Regions from separate parts of the Gossypium arboreum genome. Here region 1 is linked to region 2. A link is a contact called in public Hi-C data. All regions are on one chromosome and are shown on one strand. Each heading gives the region's core, a stretch centred on a gene start, on an enhancer-like site or on the middle of the called end of the contact. The rest is flanking DNA. Distances are from core to core; before and after follow the strand shown. Region 1 holds the start of LOC108476074 (pyruvate dehydrogenase E1 component subunit alpha, mitochondrial-like). Region 2 overlaps LOC108475972 (paired amphipathic helix protein Sin3-like 4).

The links. A called contact is a pair of places that touch in the nucleus more often than the background predicts.
Region 1: a Hi-C map of leaf shows a contact between it and region 2, with 3 times the contacts expected there. The contact joins the promoter of LOC108476074 here to the enhancer-like site in region 2. A contact is called at or near these places in 4 of 5 Hi-C or Micro-C datasets (all in leaf).

Annotation. Positions count from the first base shown.
Region 1 is chr3:12,552,683-12,558,904 of ASM2569848v2, reverse strand. It overlaps LOC108476074 (pyruvate dehydrogenase E1 component subunit alpha, mitochondrial-like), which reads right to left and starts at 1,715. Exons shown (of 8, transcript XM_017778144.2): 1 at 831-1,715; 2 at 676-755; 3 at 48-125. The coding sequence starts at 1,530.
Region 2 is chr3:12,489,032-12,495,175 of ASM2569848v2, reverse strand. LOC108475972 (paired amphipathic helix protein Sin3-like 4) reads right to left here. Exons shown (of 24, transcript XM_017777993.2): 15 at 5,634-6,144; 16 at 5,429-5,520; 17 at 4,347-4,988; 18 at 4,145-4,245; 19 at 3,921-4,059; 20 at 3,682-3,831; 21 at 3,423-3,586; 22 at 3,226-3,337; 23 at 2,925-3,107; 24 at 2,128-2,736. The coding sequence ends at 2,934. Among protein-coding and RNA genes, the nearest start is that of LOC108475972, 9.2 kb to the right of the region's middle. Within about 2 kb of position 1,250, at least 2 of the 2 cell types and tissues checked have an H3K27ac peak or open chromatin away from gene starts, as enhancers often do. A contact at or near this core is called in leaf, where this site is marked.

The DNA.
Region 1 (6,222 bases), core at 466-2,965, 63 kb before region 2:
AAAAGAAAAAAATGAAAAACAGGTAATAGCTGGATGAATAAACTTACAATTGGTCCATTCTTCAAAGCATGTTCTTTGGCAAACGTGCAAGCTTGCTTCACAGCAAGAGCATCCATTCCATCCACCTAGAAGATATGAAACACATAACAAATAGAATTGAAGTTAAAAAGTATATCAATGTCTACCGTCTGGAGAAAAGGAATTTTAAGCATGCATTATCCTAAGACATGTTTTGTCAGAAAAAAAAAATTATTCTTCTTAAGCTGAACAGAAAGGTTGTTGCTTTTAAAGTTCTGCTAGAAGGCATTCTTTTTGCATCAATGCCTTACATCTTAGAAGAAAACAACCTTAAATATTAAGAACCCATAGTATAAGCAGGAAAAATCCCTTGAGATTCTGCTTTTCTGAAACTTCATTCAAACTTTTAGCTTCTAATATAAAAGGATAAGAGAACAAAACAACAATATAAAACCAGCAGAAGAAGTATCTCACATGGCACAAAATCACAACTATCACAGTTTTTTACCATCCACTATCACTCTTACGACATCTACGGTCGTAGTCACTTCGACATCACATACATCTAAATCCTCATTTACTTAATAATCATAATAACAATACTAAAGAACCAACAAATTATAACCACTATTTATCTCTCAGCCAACCAAGTCTCACCTTCAAACCAGGAGCATAATCCCCACGTTTGTAGTAAGCAGGACTCTTTGCGGCTCTCCATTCAGCCGTCCCCATACCATCTGTTACATCAAATAAATAAAGTCCACAAAAATTTAATAGACCAATAAAATTTCATTCCAATTCAAATTGCTCACAATGATTATTCTCGCAGACCAAAATTGCAGGCAGATCCCAAAGTGCAGAGATGTTCAAAGCCTCAAACAACTGCCCTTGATTAGCAGCCCCATCACCATATAAAGCAAAGGTGACCGCTTCGTCTTTAGAATACTTTTGGGCAAACGCCAAGCCACATCCTAAAGGAACCTGGGCTCCGACAATCCCGTGACCGCCATAGAAATTTGAATCCTTCTTGTAAAAATGCATCGAACCTCCTTTGCCCCTAGAACATCCAGCCTGGCGTCCCATCAGCTCGGCGAAAACTTCCAGCAGGGTCCCACCGCGAGCGACGAACGTGCAGTGGTCACGATAGGCGGTTATGATACAGTCCTTTTTAGTTATGGAAGCTTCCATGCCGACGGCGACAGCTTCTTGACCGTCGTACAAGTGGCAGAAACCGCGGATGAGCTTGGCTTTGTAGAGTGAATCGGCAGCGATCTCCATCCGACGCATCAGCGCCATGTCCCGGAAGAAGGTGAGGAGCTCCTTGGCATTGGTCTGGACGGAGCGTGAGGGGGTGTCGCACTGGTGAGAGGTGAAAGGAACGGAGGTCTCCACAGTTATGGGAGTGGTATCGGTGGAGATCGGGCGTCGGAGGGAGATGGCAGAGCAGAGGGGTTTCAGAAGATCAGCGGAGCGTGAAGAAGAAGAAGAAGAGGCGAGCCGCGATAGAGCCATGCCCACCGTCGTATTAAGAGATGGCGGTTGATCGGATCTAAAGAGAGAGCGAAGGAAAAAGGAAAGCGAATAAGAGAGTTTGGTATATTTGGTGGAGAGGAATTAAATATTGAGTGTTGTAGCGGGGGAGATTTTCAACTCTTCACTGCTTCTAAAGAATTATTTTTAAACATTATTCCATATCCCATTTTAATCGTAATATAATAATCCTTAAATATATCTAATCAAGTCAATTAGATCGCTTTTAATGTAGAGCATCTTTCTAAATCTCTCGAAAATTTTATTTTTATTAATAATTTTATTCTTAAATCGAATTTTAACCAATCAAATTTTTAATAATTTATAATAATTTCTTTCTTTATTAAATTTAAAATATAAATTAGAAGACATAAACAATAAAATAAGAATAAAATAAGATAATAAAGAAAGCACATTTATTGTATTTCTAGTTATGTAAATGATGGAATTAAAGATTATTGAACAAGGAAAAGTTAAGCATGAAAAAGTAGATATAAATAATTTGACGGTAACCTCTGATGCTGTTGATTGGCCAGCAAAAGGAAAAAACCAAGCAAACCTTAGATGATGTTGACTTGTAGTTGCAATTTATTTTGGTAAAGGAATTGGTGCGGCACTGCACACGGGGTTGGTGGCTTGGCGGCCTGCTTAATACTTTATTCTTATTACCTAACACTCTGAATAGACTGCCTATTTCATTATCCGCTGCCTAAATTAGACAACATATTTCTTATTCTAACTCAATCAATTTAAGGAATAACAATTAATACTAATTTTTATACATAATTGGAATTAATGAATAATTAATTATTTATTATTATAAATATCTTATTAAGTAGATGTTTATTATGATCAAGGTAAAGTTTTGATATATTTTAAATTCTAATAATTATTAAAATTAGATCTCTACTTCTTTTATACTTCTTATGCTTATAAATAGAAATTATGATGAAGCATTGTAATTATCCATTTGATTTATAAAGTATATTCTCTATTGCTTTCATATTTTCTTTGTTCTTTATTCTCTCTATCTTTCTTTATTTTATAACACGTTATCAACACGATGATTCTCTATTTTTTCAAAATATTTCGAAGTCGTCCCACAAATCAAATTCTTTTTCACCTTAAACTTCCACCCTTACAACTTCATCTTCAGGATGTTGAAAGATTCAATCTCAGAATGGATACTCATGATAATAGTCAAGATGATGACAATGATGTTAAAGATCTTCAGATGTATTTTACTATATTTTATTTATTATATCATGTTTATTATAATTGGAGAATAATCATGACAACATGAATGGATAGATTCTGATTTAAAATCCACGCATGTTTACGATGGTGATTATGGAATAAAAAATCAATAGAGGTTGTCCTACTAGATTTGTTACATTCCCTAAAGTGAATGCAAACATAAAGAAAATAAAAGATATAATTAAGGACCACTAAAAGTAGGAACATAGTAATAAATAAGAGAACAATAAGAGTTCTCAAGATAGCTCTTCAAAGGATAAAGAATTTATGTTATCAATGTAATACGAAATATTATTGGCCACATATGTGGCGTATGTCCAAATATTTTGTTTCTGTTAATATTCTTTGAGGAATGATATGAAAATGTAGTAATGAATTCTATCATTACAGATAGAAAATATTTATATTATTTGGTACTGAAACAAACAAATATTATTTCAATATTTGATGGTACAAAATTAGTTGAAAGCTTGAAGAGCTAATATATCAATATCTAAAAAGCATAAACTTTGTGATGGTTAATGAATTACTTTTAAAATATATTTATAATGAATCTCATATTAAAATTGTGAATGAGGAAAATATTATATTTCATATAAAAAAAAGATTGAGTTATTAATTTATATTTATTTGATAATATTTGTGATCTTTTTTCTCATCATCCCATTAAAGGGTTGAAAGCAAAATATTTGACTGTGAAAGATTTATTTATGAACAATATATGATAATGCTATCTAAAACTTATTATGGTTGGACGCACCTAAAGTTGCAAGTTTTTTTAAAAAACTGCGAGTATAACTCTACAGTATTCAGAATATGTTCTCAATTAAAATTACGTGGTAAAATATCATTGATGCGAACTTGCAAGAGAGAAAACTTATGTATGAAAAGTCATTGGTTCTGTACCTGTTCTACACCTGGAAAATAAAATCTACTCTCAAAGTTTTATATTAATAAATTTTTGGGCATTTGAAGATTTTGACATATTCCCTAAAGCGAATACTGCATATAATTATTTAGAAATTATATTTATTGACTTAGTGGCATTATAGACTTCATATTGATTTAGATATTTCCAATAGTAAATGTCACAATAGTACTTATATGTGGACACATATTAAAAGGAATGATAATAAAATTATCAATTTGTTACAATTCAGTACAATTGAAACAAATGTTAAAGTAAACCAAAAGTTTACTAATACAAATGCATTTACTACTTGGCGTGACTAGTTAGACCATCCTGGATCATATATAATGCGAAAATTAATTGAGAACTCATGTAGACATCTATTAAAGAACCAGAAGATTCTTTAATTTAAATAATTCTCATTTGTTATTTGTTCTCAATGAAAATTGATTATTAGAAACTCACTAGCTAAAGTTGAGATTTAATGTATTGCATTTCTGAAATGAATATGGGCCCATTCATCCACCATGTGGATGGTTTTGATATTATTTGATTTTGGTAGATGCGTCTACAAAATAATCACATATTTTATCAACTCGCAACCTGTCGTTTGCGAGATTACTTGTTTAAATGATTAATTTTAGATTATGCATTTAAAATAATTCATCTTGCTAAAGTTGGTAAGTTTACATCCCAAGTTTTCAATGATTATTGCATGTCAATTGAGATAAAAGTTGAACATCCTGTAGCTTATGTTCACACACAAAATGATTTAACTGAATTGTTTATCAAATGCCTCCAACTAATAGCTAAATCATTACTTATGAGAACAAAAATTTTCTATTTTAGCATAAAATTGTATCGATTTACATGTTATACGCATCAAACCAATAAATTATAAATACTTCCCATTACAATTAATTTTTGGTCAAGAGCCAAATATTTCCCATCTTACAATTTTTGGATGTGCGATATATGTTCCAACTGCTCCACCACAATGCACAAAGATAGGTCATAATAAGAGACTGGGAATGTAATTTATATGAGTCTCCTTATAATATTTTTGAGCTATTAATTCAATATTTAGTTATGACATGAGTTGTCATTTTTCCCAACATTAGGGGGAGAGAATAAAAAGTTGGATTAATAAAATACTTGAAATAAATTATCAATGTCTAAGACCTTCATACAAAACAATGTGAACTAAAAGTTCAATAGATAATTCATTTTACAAATTAACCGCTAAATTCAATAAATCTCACATACCAACTAAAAATGCTTCGATACGAATTGATGTCCTAATAGGGCAAAATGTTAGTGCAAAATAAAGTAAACCATGCTTGAAGTGTGGAAGACCGGCCGGTTCCAAAGATAAAAATCCTCGTAAAAAAAAAAGAGCAAACATTCAAGATGATCATATAGTGGAGGCGGGGCTTCCTGAAGAGACCCATGAAATAACTAATTATAAAACTTAAGAAAAGATTCAGGTACCTAAAAGTGAATATGGAAATAATGAAAATAAAGAGATCTCGATAAGTTATGTCAATATGAGAAAAAGACGGAACCAAAAAAAAATGTAGTTGTCGACAACAATTTTGCTTATAATGTTGCTATTGAAATAACAAAAGAAAATGAGGATCTCGAGCCTAAATCTACTAATGATTGTAAAAATAGAAAAAATTGGCCAAAATAGAAAGATGCAATTCAAGCAAAATTGAATTCACTGTCTAAACGTGAAGTTTTTAGACTTGTAGTCCAAACACCTAAAATTGTAAAACCGGTAGGATATAAATGGGTATTTGTGCAAAAATGAAATGAAATTAATGAAATCGTAAGATATAAAGCTCAACTTGTAGCGCAAAGATTTTCACAAGGACCCGACATTGATTACAAAGAGACATATTCTCTTTTGGTGGATGTAATCATATTTAGATATCTTATTAGTTTGGCAGTACGTGAAAAACTTGACATGCATCTAATAGATGTTGTTACATCCTATTAATATGGTACACTTGATAGTGAAATTTATATGAAAATCCTTAAATGATTTAAAATCCCAAAAGGATATAGAGTTTCTTGAGAAAATTGCTCAATCAGATTAAAGAAAAGTTTATGTAGATTAAAACAATCTAGATGTATGTGGTACAATCGTCTTAGTGAATACTTATTAAAAGAATGTTACAAAAATGATCTAATTTGTCCATGTGTCTTTATAAAAAGGTTTGGATCAGATTTTGTAATAATTGTTGTTTATGTTGATGATTTAAATATTATTAGAACTACTGAAGAGCTTCAAAATACAATAAATTGTTTAAAGAAAGAATTTGAGATGAAATATCTTGGAAAAACAAATTTTTATATTGGCTTACAAATCGGGCATCTAAAAGATGAAATTCATGTTCAATAATCAACTTATTTGGAAAAGATATTATAGAAATTTTACATGGATAAAGCAACCAATTAAGTACTCTGATGGTTGTGCGATCGTTAGATGTGAATAAAGATCA
Region 2 (6,144 bases), core at 1-2,500:
GATGAAAAACTTGTTCATTGAGAATTCGTGTCAAGGTGGAGATTGTTAGAATTAAGTGACCCGAATCCTTATTTAAATAAAATACAGTGGTGAAATAAAATAAAAGTAAAATCCATATAGAACTACACTTCTTTTATTTTATTTTAGAATAAGGTTTTTTAAACCTTATTAAACTCCATCTATTTGATATTGATTAAAATAAGGTGTTCCAGTCTTACTACACTTCTATTAGAATATGATTTTACAAGCCTATAAATAGACATAGTCTACTCCTCTTTTAAATTATTTGAATTCGACATAGTGAATTTTTTTCTCCTCTGCCCGTGATTTTTTCCCAAAAGGGTTTCCACGTAAAAATCTGTGTGTTCTTTATTTTTATTTCTCTTTTCTTTGCGATATATTGTCATTACCGATATTCTATTTTTTACTGAATCACTAGATTTATTTGTTGAAGTAATATATGTTTTCTCAATTTAATGATTAGTTTAATATAAGATTAATTATTTATTTCAAATATTTAAGTAATTGAATAAATATTTATTTTAGATTAAATGATGAATTTTAAAGTGGAACATCATATTTTCTAAATATTTGAAATGAAAGAAATTTAAACTATGTTGCACATATCATGATTTTAATGGGTTAAAATAGAATCTTTGAAAATTATTTAATCGATAATTTTAATTTCTTATTCAAAATTAATATGTGACCCAAATTAACGCAAGTCGACCATATGGTGAAGGGAAGCTACTTGCGGAGCTAGTAAGCTTATGCTGCCTAAGGGAGGCATAATCTGTGGCAGTTTAGTGTCTTTAGGACACTAGGATCGACTGGCCAGCTATTTTCAATTGAAGTGTAATTTCAATTAATATTAAACCTCTCTAGTTAACTCTCTGTAAATTACCAATATTGGCATACCATAGCAGATCCATTAAACTAGAAAAATCCTAATTTTTAATATTGCTAAACATGAAGAGAGTTTTTTTCTGAAATTGCTTTCTTTACGATTCTTTTAGGATTGTTTGTCTTTGTGTTAGGTACGATGCTTATACATTGTGCAATCCACAAAAAACATTGAGAGGAAAATTGAAACCCCAAAGTCACCTGCATGCTATTTTTTAGACAAAACACATTAAGGCCATTCAATGTATAGTTGGAAAACGGAAACTTGTTTCATCAATCGACGAGCTTCTGCAGCTATAGCGTCTGATGATACAATTTGTGCACTTAAGACCCGTATGTTGGCCAACAACGGTGCCATTTTCCAGTGAGTGGACAGAATGTGATGTTGATGTTGATCATTTTAACCAGCATTATCGGGATGAATAACAACCGACGGGGCAGCTTTAAACTCCCATCCAATGTTTTGCTCGGGATTACCTTGTTACCGAGATGATGTTATAATACCGCTGCACAGCTCCATATTTCCTTCGAATCCGATCAGAATGCAGTACAATCATTGACATCCATTGTTTAGGTTGAAGAGCATTACGCGTGCCTGCAATAGCTGGTAACGGGAAGCCAGTTAGGCAGAAGACACTAGCTTATGCCTACGCTCAATAAGTCCACCCACTTCCATGATTTAAGCTTCTCTTTGATTTTTTTTTTTTTTTTTTATATGTTAGAGAGAACTCAACAAACCCCCATGACCTCTCGCTTCAATATTGGTTTGACTCTATTTTTTTAACCACCAAAGCTCCTCATTTTCTCTAACCCTCCTTGATTTCATGTCTAACTCCTCGTTTTCCCCTCTTTCACCCATGATACGTAAGCACAGAGTAATTATTCAATCCTGACTAGACCTAATCCAATAGGATCGGTCTAATTCTCCAATTAGTCACGTCAAGCCCAAGCCCCCGCCCAGGATGATTAACAAAATACCTTCTTAGTATATATATATATGTGTGATAAAAAAATTTATATTAACATCTGCTATAGCATAATTATACCTAAAACAATTAACAATATTTTATTTTATTAAAATAATAAAAATATAAAAGAAATTATCATACCCAATTAGATTAACATTTAATTTTGAATCAAGACAGCACGTTACTTCCCTCTACTCAGAACCACGATATTTAACTTCAATTTACAATGCAGCGCAGATTCATAAACTCACTCTAATTCCACAAAGATTTTTCATGTAAATAATTCGTTTTATCTATACAAATAACATATTCAAATATACAAATACAACACACATTTTATATTATGCTTTTTAAAAATAACATAATTTAAACATCCTACAAATATTACTGTAAATAAATAAAAGAAGTTGAGGGTTTCAGATATTCGATCCGTTCCATGTCTCACTCGATTTTTACAAGTGTAAAGCTGATAGATAAGCACGTCCAAAACAATATAATAATAAAAGCGAAACAAATGCATGCCAACAAATAAGAAGAGGGAGCACAAAGATAAATAATAATATGAATGGATAATGAACATTTATGTCGAGTATTACACCAGAACAAGATATCATATTACCCTCCTATGTACAGTAGACGACTGTGGTTCAAAATACCACCACCAACTTACAAAGATTTAACTACAATTCTTTTGAGCCCTCAAAATCTATTCCTTTATTTCCTTGGTCATATATATGATAGTACATTGAGCCATGATTTCATTTCAAAAATAATAAAATAAAAAGGTTTCCACTTGCTCTTTGGCATTGTCAACTCTTTCACCCGCTCCCCTAACGCCTGTGTTTGTATGTAATTAATGAATTACCTAACTGACAAAACACACAGAAATCTGAAGCCAAATATGTCGGCGAATGTTTCTTTTTTCTTAATTTTATTTAACTTATATATATATATATATATGAAACGGATTTAACTCAAAGGGGAAATTATGCTTCATTATTGTCCTTTAATTCAGAGCAAACAGAACATAGCAGCAAATGGATACAGACGTACCATATCTACTTATGCCATGGAAGTATATGCTAGAAGTAATCTCTGATATCGCTGTTGTCTTCGTAGTCTAATTGAATTCCCATTTGAAACCGTTGCCCGGTTTTGGCATTGGCTGTTCTGGTTCAAGGCTGATTTCCATTTCACTCTGAACAAAAAATCTTCCGTGTCCAAAACATAAGACACCTACCAGGTACCAATTCCACTCAATTAACTAATCATATAAATATATTGACAAGAAATGCAACCTTAAGGAATATTAGTAAATTTCACCAAGGAGAAGGAATTTCTAATGGGATTATACCTTGGAAGAATTGCAAGCAATCTTGCACTCCAAACCATTAACCACTTTAAGTCCTTCTGTTGTCCGGCATGTTGAAGAGAGTTCATCACCACCCGCACATTTGCGTACATTCCTGCAAACACCATACTTAAATATCATGTTAACTTCAAGGACTATATGTCAAGAACCACATCTATAGTCATTATTAGTCAATATACCTCTTCAAGAATATTCCAGGCTTCTCTTTTTCCTTGGGAACAACTGAGAGAAAGTCATTGTGCAAATATGCAGCAAAATTAGGGTCCATGGAAACAGCTGTCACTTCAGGCTTATCATGTCCATAGTCCATAAGCTGGATGGAAAGACACGTTGGAGTTGATGACTGCAAACATAAAATATAAGATGCAGAGTGCATGTGAGAGTTCTATATCCACACAGATCAAATAAATCATCAATCTTTAAAAAAAAGAGACTTACACATTCAATTCGATATATATTCTCATCGTGAAGGAGAACACGAGCATTTTCATGATAAACAACATCAAATCTTCTAGATCTCCTTGATTTCTCATATGCATATAGTTGAAGAAGCTTATTGTCCATTTCATCACTTGCAATGGCTTGAAGCTGAGGCAAGCACCACAAAGATGAAAAAGTTGAGGTCGAGAGCGCGTAGGGAAAGAAGGGGGAAAGTTAGGGGAAAACAATAGCATTACCTGTTTGACAATTTTATATATCAGCTTATCTAATGTGAATAGAACATAAGACTGAGTTCCAATGATAGCTCGGCAATCATCCTCAAATTTTGTATTATCAGAAGAGCCATCGAGCAAATTGTAAAGTGCACTCATGAACCTGTACCATAAAAGAGTTTAAAGGAAACAAGTACTGACCACTTTTAAACATCTGCCTGTACCAACAGAAGTTAAAACTATATTACCTAGCATAGAGATCAGTAGGACTAGGATCACTAGAAGCCCTCCATTTCCTATCTGCAGATGATGAATTAATCTTAGCTGATTGTATTCTCGCATACAATGTCTGTCAAAATTTTGCAGAGGGATTACTGAGTTGATGAGCAAACTATACAAGAAATATCCATTAAGATCAGTTAAAAATTACTTCAACAAAATGTTACTTACATGGTGAAGCCTAAAAAGCACGTAAAATGAGTCATTTCCATAGAAAACTTGTGAATCCTTCTTGTTCTCATGTAATGGTGAAGGGACGTACTTTGCAAGGGGCTTTACAGTTAGCAGGAAACGTTCTGAAAATGGTAACAATGTAACATCAGCTTCCGCATCATGGGCATCAGCCATCCCTTCAGCCTCCCCTTCACTCTCCACTTTATTATCATGTTCATCATGATCAATATCTTCCTCTTGCTCCTCCCTCGATTCACCTTCGCCAGAATCACTTCCAAAAACCTCACCATTCTCAGAAGCATTCTCACTATCCTCTGATGTCCTCTGAGCACTTTCATCACCTTCATCATCAGCATCAGCATCATTCTCTCCCCCAGCCTCCCCACGGCACACTTCCTCCTCTCCATGTCTCTGGTATTGTCTGTTTGCTGCACCTTCCTTCACCTTAAGAGCAATCTCCAAACTAGCTTCTCCATAATCAGCAAAATTGTCTTCCTCAAAATCCCCATTTGGGGATAGTTCACCTTCTTCCCTTTCAACTTTAAGTTGTGCAACAGATTCTTCATTATACCTGTGGTTTTTAGAGCCTTCTGTCATCATCCCGTTTCCAGATATGATTGGCCTAGAACAACCGCCACCCTGCGGTATATGTATATTTTAGCACAATTTGAAAGTAAGATTACAACTGGCAAAATTGTCTGTGACTTGAGTCAAGCCGAACTGTCCAGTCACAGAAAATATGTAGGCTAATGTTTTATATTTATACACATCTCCCATAAACAATAATAGATAATTATAAAAGATACAATCACAAAGTCAGACACTTCATTAAAAACCAAAAACCAATAGCAGGAGATGAGTCAATAGCATACAACATCTAAATTGATAAACCTTATAGATTGATTAAATATCCAAATGGTCAACAGAAAGTACAGTTTATTTAGTCCCAATATCAGATCATGAAAGAGTACCAATCGCAGGGAACATATTTTAGAGAGCAATAATGAAGCAAAGGAAATAACTTGTTGACCATCTCAGAGATGAACTCAAACTGACAGCCAAATGAATATTGCCCATACCTCTGATGAAGGTAAATTTTCGTTATTTGCCTTTAATTCAAGTCCACCCTCAACAGCAGCATTACCAGGTCTGGAAGGAGTAGCAATAAGACCTAGCAACAAAATATATCCCAGCATTCTAGTTAACTGTTTAGGAAATTTGAAAAAATCAATAGCATAACTAGCTTGACATTAAAAAGGAAAAACTTTAGAGGTGAAAACAAACCTGAAGTATTCTCAATGCTAGTTCTTCCATTGCTTTGCTCCACTCGTGCAATAAGAGATGCATTTGAAGCGACCAACCGTTCACTGGTACTAGCTTGTTTACTGACCCCTGCTATTTCGTCACCATTAGCTGGACTAACCTGCATTCTATCTTGTTGAGGAGCATCACAGGAAGATGCATTCTTATGACCAACACTATCTATATCAGCAGAACCATCTTGCTTGACACCATTATCCCCATTCAGCAACCAAGACCTACAAGAACTTGATTGCTCAGGTGGAATACTTTCATCTTCATGTCTGGAAGGATTCGAATGTTTGGAATTCATGGCAACGCCAGCACCACCAGGGCTCCCTTCACTCTCACCAACGCTAGCAGTACCATTTTTGACAGTGTTGTTTTTAGCCTTCACAACATCTTCAGTGTCCTCTGCTCCCTGAGGACGGCAAGGAACCCCAAGCATAGGTTCCATGAAGGTAGTCCATATTTTAATTACTTTATCCAATTGTTC